2 separate regions of the Callithrix jacchus genome follow, and region 1 is linked to region 2. A link is a contact called in public Hi-C data. All regions are on one chromosome and are shown on one strand. The core of a region is the stretch at or near the end of the contact, and the rest is flanking DNA. Distances in the headings are between cores, read along the strand shown.

The links. Hi-C and Micro-C count contacts between places; a contact is called where the count stands out from the background.
Region 1: a Hi-C map of skeletal muscle shows a contact between it and region 2, with 2.4 times the contacts expected there. The contact joins the enhancer-like site here to the promoter of TOMM40L in region 2. A contact is called at or near these places in 3 of 3 Hi-C or Micro-C datasets (induced pluripotent stem cells and skeletal muscle).

Annotation. Positions count from the first base shown.
Region 1 is chr18:21,235,402-21,240,830 of calJac240_pri, reverse strand. No RefSeq gene overlaps it. Among named protein-coding and RNA genes, the nearest start is that of TRNAV-CAC, 4.0 kb to the left of the region's middle. Within about 2 kb of position 3,595, at least 12 of the 16 cell types and tissues checked have an H3K27ac peak or open chromatin away from gene starts, as enhancers often do. A contact at or near this core is called in skeletal muscle, where this site is marked.
Region 2 is chr18:21,083,979-21,089,484 of calJac240_pri, reverse strand. TOMM40L (translocase of outer mitochondrial membrane 40 like) reads right to left here and starts at 1,476. Exons shown (of 9, transcript XM_078356132.1): 1 at 1,401-1,476; 2 at 934-1,083; 3 at 188-280. The coding sequence starts at 1,403. APOA2 (apolipoprotein A2) reads left to right here and starts at 3,568. Exons shown (of 4, transcript XM_002760240.6): 1 at 3,568-3,600; 2 at 3,751-3,826; 3 at 4,120-4,252; 4 at 4,648-4,878. The coding sequence starts at 3,775. The coding sequence ends at 4,765.

The sequences.
Region 1 (5,429 bases), core at 2,346-4,845, 150 kb before region 2:
TTTCTCCTGCCTCAGCCTCCTGAGTAGCTGGGATTACAGGTGTGCACCACCTCGACCAGCTAATTTTGTATTTTTGGGAGAGACGGGCTTTTACCATGTTGGCCAGGCTGGTCTTGGGAGAATGAAACCAGAGGATGGCTTGAGCCCAGGAGTTTGAAGCTGCTGTGACCTATGATTGCAGCACTGCATTCCATCCATGGGTGACAGAGTAAAACTCCATATCTAAAAATAAACACAAAAAAACAAAGTCTAATCCTTACAAGGATACAAGAGGGAAATCCAGGGACAGAGAGACAGGCCTTGTTTATGAGAAGAAACAAGACCATGGCTTCCCATAGAATTTCTCAGGTAATTTGTAACCAGACCCCTTGAGATATCACCACACCAGCATTTCTAGTGACTGAAATGATGAAAATTCTGGTCAGGCCCTTGCTTGCTTGCACCTGTGTTTTGCCCAATATTCCTTCTACAATGTAATTATAAACTGCTAATGTACTGCTTTCTTTGTCAAGCAGAAGAATATAATTTAAAGTCCTGAAAAAAAAAAATTGCAGAAGGACCAGGCATGGTGGCTCAAGCCTGTAATCCCAGCACTTTGGGAGGTGGAGGTAGGCGGATCACTTCAGGTCAGGAGTTCAAGACCACCTTGGCCAACACAGTGAGTGAAACCTCATCTCTAGAAACAAACAAACAAAAACCCCAAAACGAAAATTAACTAGGCATGGTGGTATATGCCTGTAATCCCAGCTATTCAGGAGGCTGAGGTGGGAGAACTGCTTGAACCCAGGAGGCGGAGATTGCAGTGAGCCAAGATTGTGTCATGCGATCCAGCCTGGGTGACAGTGAGACCCTGTCTCTTAAAAAAAAAAAAAAAATGCAGAAGATACTAGTGAATGCCTTTAAGGATGTTGCACCCAGCTGCTGACACCCAGAAGCTGGTTGTTCAAGGTGTTATCTGAGACTAAAGCAGCACAGACTTTTCCCCTCAAGTCTCTGAAACTCCCCCTCCTTTATTCACCAGCTGCATAAAATCTCCCCACTTCAGGCCAGGCAGGGTTGCTCAAGCCTGTAATCCCAGCACTTTGGGAGGTGGAGGCAGGCGGATCACCTGAAGTCAAGAGTTCAAGACCAGCCTGGCCAACATGGTGAAACTCTGTCTCTGCTAAATAAAAATTAGCCAGGCTTGGTAGTGCACGCTGTAATCCCAGCTATTAGGGAGGCTGAGGCGGGAGAATTGCTTGAAACTGCAGCCTCGAATTCCCAGGCTCAAGGAATTCTCTCACCTCAGCCTCCCAAGTAGCTGTGACCACAGGTGCCCACCACCACACCCAGTTAATTTCATTTAATTTTGTAGAGACAAGTTTCATTATATGCCCAGGCTAGAAACGCATCTTTTAATTCCCATAGGTGAGCCCTCTGTCAAAATAGTAGTAAAAAGCTGGAAGTATGGCTAGGCGCAGTGGCTCATGCCTGTAATCCCAGCACTCTGGAGGACAAGGCGGACAGATCATGAAGTCAATAGATGGAGACTAGATGGGTGCGGTGGCTCACGCCTGTAATCCCAGCACTTTGGGAGGCCAAGGCAGGTGGATCACCTGAGGTCGGGAGAACCGCTTGATCCCGGGAGACGGAGGTTGCAGTGAGCCGAGATCGCGCCACTGCACTCCAGCCTGGCGACAGAGCAAGACTTCGTCTCAAAAAGGAAAAACGAAAAAAGGAAGAAAAAAGCTGGAAGTACTCTAAAGCCCAGCCATAAAAAGAGTTTTAAATCACTTATTTTGCATGTCATCCTGCTCTTGGACAGGTTCGAGACTTACTGCTAACTGAAAAGACTCGGGTGAAGAGTAGTGTATATAGTGTGTGGTATTTGAGTAAGGGGAAAATGGAGGAAAGATATTTATGCACATATAAATATATACATGTATAGATCTAGTTGGCCTCCCACAGTTGGCCTCCCACGTCAGCAGGTTCCCAAAACAATGGGAAAAATAACAAAAGATAATGCAAATACAGACAACACAGCATAACTACATTGTATTAGGTATTACAAGTAATCCATAGCTGATTTAAATTGTGCGGGAGGATGTGCGCAGTTATATGTAAATACTATGCCATTTTATAGGAGGGACTTGAGCGACCGCAGATTTTAGTGTGGGGTGCTAACCTGGAAAAGTACCGAGGGACGACTGAAGATCATCTAGGAAGGGCACGCAAGAAACTGTTAACAGTTGCTTCGAGGAAAGAGAATGGGGGAAATCAGGGTAGGGGTGGAAAAGACTTCCCGCCGCGAATCACGCCGAGGTGCCCTGCATCAAGCCCTGCGCTCCTCCCCGGCCCAGGCGCGCCCAGGCAGAGTCCCTTGCCCAGCCCCAGGGTAGGCGGCTCCTCTCCGGCACCTGAACGTCGGCCAACCTCATAGGCCTAGTGAAGACCCCACATTTGACGCAGAAGGCCTGAGGCCTGGGGAAACAGTTACCCGAATTTCCCGCAAGCTCAAGGACACCCAGGAGCGCCTCACCCCCTCCCGCCCCTGAGGGTTCCCTCAGTCACTCCCACGCGAAGCCCCTCCTCTCACCCGCGTCCAGCTCTCAGTCGCTCTTGCGCCCCGCCCTTCTGCCCTCCGTCACTCGTGAGCCCCGCCCCTCCTCTCGCTGCACCCCGCCCCGCTCCCCTCCCCGCTCCTCGCCGAAGTCGGGAGTTTTCCCGCCAGGAGGCGTGAATCAAGACCTGAAGTCTGGGAAAGGCTGTTCTCAGTTCCCGACAGTGGGGTCTGGACGAGACAGAGACTGTACTGGCAACACGCGGGTGGAAGGGAAGCAGAGCGGAACGCGCGCGGGCTGTGGCGAGGGGGCGGAAAAAGAGCTAATCCAAACACGCTGTCCCGTCAGCCTCGCGTAGACGTCGCGGGTTCAGCCCCAGGAGGACTAAAAGACTGCCGTGTCCTTCCCGAGGGGAGTGGCGGTCCCACTGACCTGCACACCTCACCCCGTACTCTTGCGTGGACGTGTTCCAGTCGAGTCCCGTTCACTCCAGTTCCTCCGTCTCCACCCTAATCCTAATTACTGGTGTGTCGTTTGAAAGGGTTCTGTAAATTTATCAAGCAGGAAAATCTGGGGTTGAACATAATTAAGCAATTCTCTTTAATTAAATCGCTTTCTCAGTCTTTAATTTGCTAACATGCATTTTCTAATCGTAACTAACTCTTGCTTTACGTTTACTTCCTATGTCATCGAATCCTTTTAATAATCTTATGAAATAACTATTATCAAAATATTACAGATGGGTCGGGCGTGGTGGCTCACGCCTGTAATCCAAGCATTTTGGAGGCCAAGGCGGGCGGATCACCTGAGACCAGCCTGACCAACACGGTGAAACCCCATCTTTAAAAAAAGAAAAGAAGAGAAAAATATTACAGATGAAGAGGTAAAATTGTAGAGACATGCCTGAGATCCCATTATATTAAGTGTTGGAGCTAGATCCAAACCCAGATGATTTATACTGACTGCCTGCAAATCCCTTTTTATGCTGGTGCATCACTTGAAACCAGGCCTGCTGAGAATGTGATTTATCTTCAAGTCCTTGGGGTGGTAAACTGGGAGGTTCGAACCAAATAAAGGAACATGAGCCCCAGCCCTACCATGGAAGGGGTGGATAGCTTGGCTTCTTCTGGCCACACGATGAGGCAGTGAGGAAACTGCAGGAGGCTGGGTTTGGCGTCCAGCAGTACTTCCTGCTGCTTTGAACAAACACAGCTGCTCACCCTTCATCCCTTGCAGAACATTCTCAAATATTCCAGTGAAACCCTGAAGGCAAAGCCAGTGCTGGAAGGAATCTAAGCCTCCTGCTCCTGAGGGAATGGATTTTAAAACCCTTTGGAGTAAGTGGTGAGAACTTTCCCCAGCTCCATCAGGAGTTGAGGGAATGGAGAGAGGAATGGATTCTGAACAAATTTGACTCCTATCTCCTTCTAAGGGAATATACCTAGACAAGAATAAATGTCTTTTGTAGAAGTCTGGGAATAAGACAAGGAAGCCCGCTGGGCAGGGACTTGGCAACTAGAGGCAAATGGGATGGTATGAGACCGGACACTTGAGAAGTCAATGTTAGGATGATACTCCAAAAGGCCCAACAGAAAAAGCTGTACTTCGCTCAGCACAAGGTACTCAGGGACGAGGCCAGCCCAACACATCTGAGAGCATTAGGGTGCCAGAGTCTAGTCACAGGGACTTGAGGTTGCCTCCTTTTTCTGCTATCTCTAGGTCATTGGTAGCTCCACCTTCACCAAGATGCTACCTTGGGGAAGATAAGGGAGTGTTCCAGGTACCGACTGCTGTGTAACAGACCACTCCAAACTTACTGGTGCAAAACAGCAACCAGTTTATTATGTCATGGATTATGTGGGTCAAGAATTTGGAAAGGGTATAGTGTGGATGATTTGTCTGTGCTTCAGAAGCACTGAGACCTCAGCTGAGAAGAGTTGGAAGCCTGAGATGACTTAAAAGCTTGGAACCCTAATCATTTGGAATTGCTCATTCACATATGTAAAAGGTGCACTGAGGCACACAAAAAAAATTTAAAAGTTCATTTGAGTAGGAAGCAATCTATGAATTGGGAAATACCAAACCAAAAGAAATTAGAAGCTTAGTTTTCCCATGACAAATCATCAGGGGTAAGTATTTATGGGGTAAATGTGGAAGCAAAATAAAAAATTTGATTGATTGCAATTATACAGTTGCTTTATTCATTCTAACTTGTTGGAAAGTCCCTAGTTATATAAGTTTGTTGGCTACTTCCAATTGGTTGAGTTTAAGTTCTGTTTTTCTTTAATATAGACATTTACAAGAAATGGCTCAACATAAGTTTCCCTTGTGTTAGTAAATCAAGCAAGGCTGAGGTCACTTATGAGGCCTGGTTTTGTCTGCTCAGGGATTCTTCAGGCATGGTCTCCATTTTAATTTACTTCAACATATGTCTGAGGTTATGCTGGCTGTTGACTGGGATCTCAGCCGGGATTGTCAGCAGAACACCTATGTGGTTTCTCCATGAGGTTGTTCTGCTTCCTCATTTCCAAGGTGGCTGGATTCTGAGTGACTCCTAAGAAAATCGAGGGGAAGATGTATCACCTTTTCGACCTTGCATTTACAGGCCCACCCAAATTCAAGAGGAGGGAATATAGACTCCACCTCTTAATGGGAGGAGAGTCACATTTAAGAAGCGCATGTAGTGTGGAATATCTTGTTAGAACCGTCTTGAAAAATACAATCTGCCACAGCCATTAAATTTTGAAGTGGTTATACAGAAATAGATAACCAAGATTTAGTGTTATGGGGTTTACTTAGTTCCTCTAGGTAAATGCTTGGTATTGTTTGATTTGCTGGAATGAAATTTGCTAGTATTCCTTCCGTAATTAGAAAAAAAATAATTTTGTG
Region 2 (5,506 bases), core at 227-2,726:
CACAGAGCCCCCTGGTGGAGTCACAGAGACACACTCTGGGCTCTTCACAGAAAATGTTTCTCTACTACCCTCTCCCATTCAGAAGAGATATCCCATTCCTCCTCATAACACCCACAATTCCTCCTCCTCCAGAACTGGGTCCCAAATTGGCTTTTAGGGAGATGACCCAGGTGTGTGGAGCCCTCACCTCCGTAGGACTGAGCTGCCAATCCCCTGCATAGGCCGCATGGAGGTGATATCCCGGCAAGCCCAGGGCACTCATGTGTATAGTGTGAGCCACCTGAGGAAAGAGGAGTCAGTGGAGAAGAGTGGCACATTCCTGCCCACTTCAATCCCTCATCCCACCCTTCATCTCTTCTCCCCATCCAGAGGGCCTCTCAAGAATCCCAAATACTCCAACATACACAGGATCATTGGATTAAAAGCAACAAGTCCCACAGGCAAGGGAGGTAAAGAGAACCCCACATCCTCCCTCATTTGTCCCACATAGCCTGGCTAGGGCTGGAGTACAAAGGAAAGGAGAAGAGGATCCAGGGACAGGAAAGGAGGAATAGTAAGGAGGGGCCAGAGAAGTGGGAGCACCTGGAAATGGCTGCTCAGAACCTTGTTGACAACGAGCTTCACGCCCTCCATCTGTGCTGGGAATACATCTGAAGTGGGTAGGGGAAGGGAAGGAATAAGCACAAACAAGGAACCCCTACCCCAAAAGGTAGTCTCCCCTTTCAATCCCATAGGGAGGACTTTGGAGGAATTAACCTCCTTTCAAGTCCTGCAATGAAATGCTCCACTTCATTTGGGCACTGGCTCCTCTCTGACTCTGCATGCTCCAGCTGTGATCTCCCCTTTCCTGCTCCCATCGCCGGACATCCAGCATTCAGGACCCTCCACTTCTCTGCCCCTTCATCTTGAGATACCCAAATGCCAAGTTCTCACCTTTGCATAGCCGGTGCAGCTCATCGAAGCTCCCAGGGTTGGGCAGAGGTTCCTCTCGGCGGGGGCTCCGGCGGGGCAAAGTCCCCATTGGTGCCAGGCCCAATGTGTTCCCCATTTTAGTCCAGAGGGCGGGGAAGGGCCGGGGTTAGCCTGTGAAAGGACGCTATTGCCCCTTTACCCCCCAACAGGCCCCACCCCCATTATCCGGCTCCCCAGTCCCAGAAACTTCCACATGGTCCGACGCTAGACCTGGAACAGGAAGAGTAGGGGAAGAGGGCACTCATGGGGAGACAACCCCAAGCACACTCCCGCCCCATCTTTGATCTCTCACCCCCACCTGTCACCCCTGTCCCCTCTCCCTTTCTTTAATCCTAGCCCCCACCACAGACCTCATCTTGCTCCCTAGTCTCTCTACTCTTCATTCCCAGGCCCCAAGACCAGGCCCGCAATGGTGCAGTATCCCTTACCATCTCAGACCATCATGCTGCCCCTTTCCCCCGGCACACCCCGGTCATCTTGATGGGGGCAGCCATCTTGAGTGATGGCAGAACTGCAGCTTCACGCTGCATTTTTAGCGTGGCCATAAGCGCCATCTTTGAATCTGGCGAAGAAGGCTGTCAAAGACCCACCCCACCCCGATTGGGTCCCGCCCAATCAGTGGGGAAAAAAAAGAAGCCTCTCTATCTACCCGGGGCCAACGCGAAGGGAGGAAGCAAATGAGTGGCAGGTCTGCCGGCCCAAGAGCTTCAACTCTGGCGCTGCAGAGGCGGGCGGGACTTGACTGGTGGCCCCTTAGACTTAAGTGGATGGCCTTAGATCACTAGGCCTCTCCAAGGTCGGGAAAAAACTTATGAGCATGCAAGACACTAGAGGGAGCATCTTCTAGCTTGGGCCATTGAAGCTCCTTCCACCCATGTAGTATCACTCATGAGAAAAGTGAAACTGCAGCTTGTAGACTGGCATTGTGTGAAGGGTGACAGAGAGAACGTTTATGAAGGCTTCTTTAGAACCCTGGTTTATTTCTATCTCTCCCCTCTCCCCAAAAAGCCCTTGGGGAATCCTCACAGCCCCCCACAGCTCACCTCCGATGAGTACTACTCATTAAGCTGAGCACTCCCTAGGATAGGGACCCACCCTTCTCTTCTGGAGGTCTACATCTCTCGAAGTCCCCACTCTTGCCCACTAGGTACAATGGAAACTGGTGTGAGTTTGGCTCAGAGGAGTGAATTCTAGCGGAAGTACTCGCTGAAACAGCTGTTCTCTGTATTTAACCCTTCCTTCCCTGAGTCCCCAGGCACAGTTGGCAAATAAAATCTAGGAATATGGGGCTTGGTCCCCAAATGCACCCCATCCCAGCACCATGGGGAAGGCAATGGGCTGTCCTCAAGCACTACACGCTCCACAGGGGAATAACTGAAGATAGAGTAAGATTTTTTGGTCTTGGAGGGCGAAGGGTGGGAGGAGTATTAGTTATACTCAAAATAACTAATGAGTATTAGGCTTAATACCTGGGTGATGAAATAGTCTGTACAACAAACCCCCATAACACAAGTTTACTTATGTAACAAACCCGCACATATGCTTCTGAACCTAAAACAAAAGTTAAAAAACAAAGATTTCTTGGTCCCTGGTCACTACCTCCCTCATTAGCTCCACACCTCCACCCTTACTTCTCAGGAAGGTTCCACATACTCAGGGAGTAAGCTTGGGGGACAAAAGGTGAAAGATACAAATAAAAATACTTCTGATATCTATTTAACTGATTTTACCCAAATGCTTTAAACCTGGGAATGTACCTCTCTCCCTCCTCCGCCCCCAACAGGAGTGAGACGAGGGCCGGGGCTGTTGCCCCTGCTGACTCAATATTGGCTGATTATTGCCTAGAACTGATAAGGTAATCAAATGACCTGGCACCTTCAACCTTTATCCTGGCAACAGCCTCGTATTCACCTCTTTTCCTGCCAGAGCCCTCCACTGGGAGAGGATGGGCAGAAGCTGTTTTCTGAATTTGTTTTACTGGGGGTAGGGTAGGCTCCCTGATCAGCATCCAAGTCAGGCTGGGCTCTCTTGTTTTCTCCCCCTGTCTCATTACACATTAACTCAAAAAGGAACAAAGTCATTTACACTTGCCCTCTAACCCTGACCTTCATTCCCCTAACCCCCACAGCCCTCAGCCCTGTCTCTGATTTCAATTTCTTTCTCCTTTCTTCTGCTCCCCAGTATCGCTCTGCCAAGTCGCAGTAAAGCAGGATAAAGTTGGGAGATGAGATCTACCCATAATGAAATAAAGATACCACGAGCTGAGGGGTTGATAAGTCAGAGGTTTCCAGAGAAATAACTTCAAACCCTGCTTCCTGCTGCATTCAAATCCAAGTACCTCAGATCTCAAAAGAATGAACCTCAAATATATTGAAGTGTACCCCCTTAGTCTTCACTAAGGGCTGTACCCCCTGCCTGTCACCCCATCACCATGAGTCAGTCTCCCATGTGCTTGTCTTCTCCTCCCCCATTTGTCCAACTTGTTTATCCCAAAATGGTCCCTGCCCCACTAGGCCCATCAATAGTTCCTGTCACCTGACAGGGGGTGGATAAACAGACTGGTAGTATATAGCCCCTACCTCTCCAGCCAGGGCTGGCACAGGCGCCAAAGACAGAGACGCTGACTGGGTAAGATGGGGAGGCAAGAGGTGTCGGCAGCATCCAAAGAGGCCTGGGTTTCGGTTGTGGAGAGGGAGAGAGCCAGGTTGGAATCCCTGGGGAGGAGCTGAAGCCCATTTGGCTTCAGTGTCACCCCAACCCCCACCACCCTGTTCCTAGGCTGCCTTCGCCCCTGTTACCAACATGAAGCTGCTCACAGCAACTGTGCTGCTCCTCACCATCTGCAGCCTTGAAGGTGGGTATGACACGGAGGGTGGGCAGAAGGAAGAAGGTGCTGGCGGTTATAGCTACCTATCTGCCTGTGCTCTTATGTCCGGGTCTGGCAACTAGAGGGCTCAAAAGAAAGATCATTCCCTCTCTAAAGCCCAGAAAGCCATCCAAAGATCTGTCTGGATACCATTTTGGGGAGGGGGCGGAGAGCTGGGGTGGGTACTGGCAGAGGTATGGCAGGTGGCCAGGACTCACTGCTGTGGACCCAGCTGCAAAGAATGTATGTGTGTGTGTGTGTGTGTGTGTGTGTGTGTACAGGAGCTTTGGTTCGAAGACAGGCAGAGGAGTCGAGTGTGGAAAGCCTGGTGTCTCAGTACTTCCAGACCGTGTCAGACTATGGCAAGGACCTGATGGAGAAGGTCAAGAGCTCAGAGCTTCAGGCCCAGGCCAAGTAAGTCTCAGGGAAAAGAGTTCAAGGGCTGCGGAGCTATGGAGAGAAAGAAGGGAAGATGAGAGGTCCCTCAGAAGACTGAACTAAGGGGTGGGGATTAGGGCAGATTAGGCTTAAATTTGAGAGAAAAATTCCTTCATCACCCACAGACCCCACATGTCTCTTAGATAGAGAGGAACAGCAAGAACTGGGCCTTGAATTTCAGTCTCTAAAGTCTGTTCCTCTACCCAGCAAAGGTCTTGCCTCTACTCCTACCTAGGGGCTTTGCCATGCGATGGACCAGGCACTAGAGTTTGGGGACCTGAGTCAGCCTGCTCTGGCCTCCCACCACCACCAAGGTCCCTGCCAGTGCCTAGTGTCCCTCAAATTAAACTCTAATTCCCCCACCTATCCAGGGCTTACTTTGAAAAGTCAAAGGAGCAGCTGACACCCCTGGTAAAGAAAGCTGGAACGGATCTGGTTAACTTCTTGAACTATTTCATGGAACTCAGAACTCCGCCTGCCGCCAAGTGAAGTGTCCAGACCATTGTCTTCCAACCCCACCTGGCCTCTAGAACACTCACTGGCCAGGCCTAGAGCTCATCTCCCTACCCACACTTTGCTACAATAAATGCTGAAGGAATCTAGCTGTGAGTCTGGTATGTTTGGGGGACTGGAAAAAGTAGGGGAGTAGGGGAGGAGAAGAGGACGGAAAAGGAAAAATCTGCTTCTAGAAGGAGAGAAGTTTGGGTGTGGAGGGGTGAAGAAAGTATTGAAGACACAACTGATGGAAATGACAGGGTGAGGGTGCCATGATTATTCTCCAAACCCAAAGAGTCTCCTACAGGCTGGGCACAACTCTGCAGGAGAACACTAAAGAGCCTTTGCGATGCACACGGAACTAGGAGAGGAAGGAAGGATTCACAAACTGAATGTCTTGATTTCTGGGTCATAGAAAATGAGGCTACCCTGGCCAGATGCAGTGGCTCACACCAGTAATCCCAACATTTTGGGAGGCTGAGGCAGATGGATCACTTGAGGTCAGGAGTTCCAGACCAGCCTGGCCAACATGGTAAAACCCTGTCTCTACTAAAAATACAAAAATTAGCTAGATGTGGTAGTGGGCACCTGTAATCCCAACTACTCAGGAGGCTAAGGCAGGAGAATTGCTTGAACCTGGGAGGCGAAGGTTGCAGGGAGCTGAGATCACATCCCTGCACTCCAGCCTGGGTGATACAGTGAGACTCCATCTTAAAAAAATAAAGAAAGAAAGAA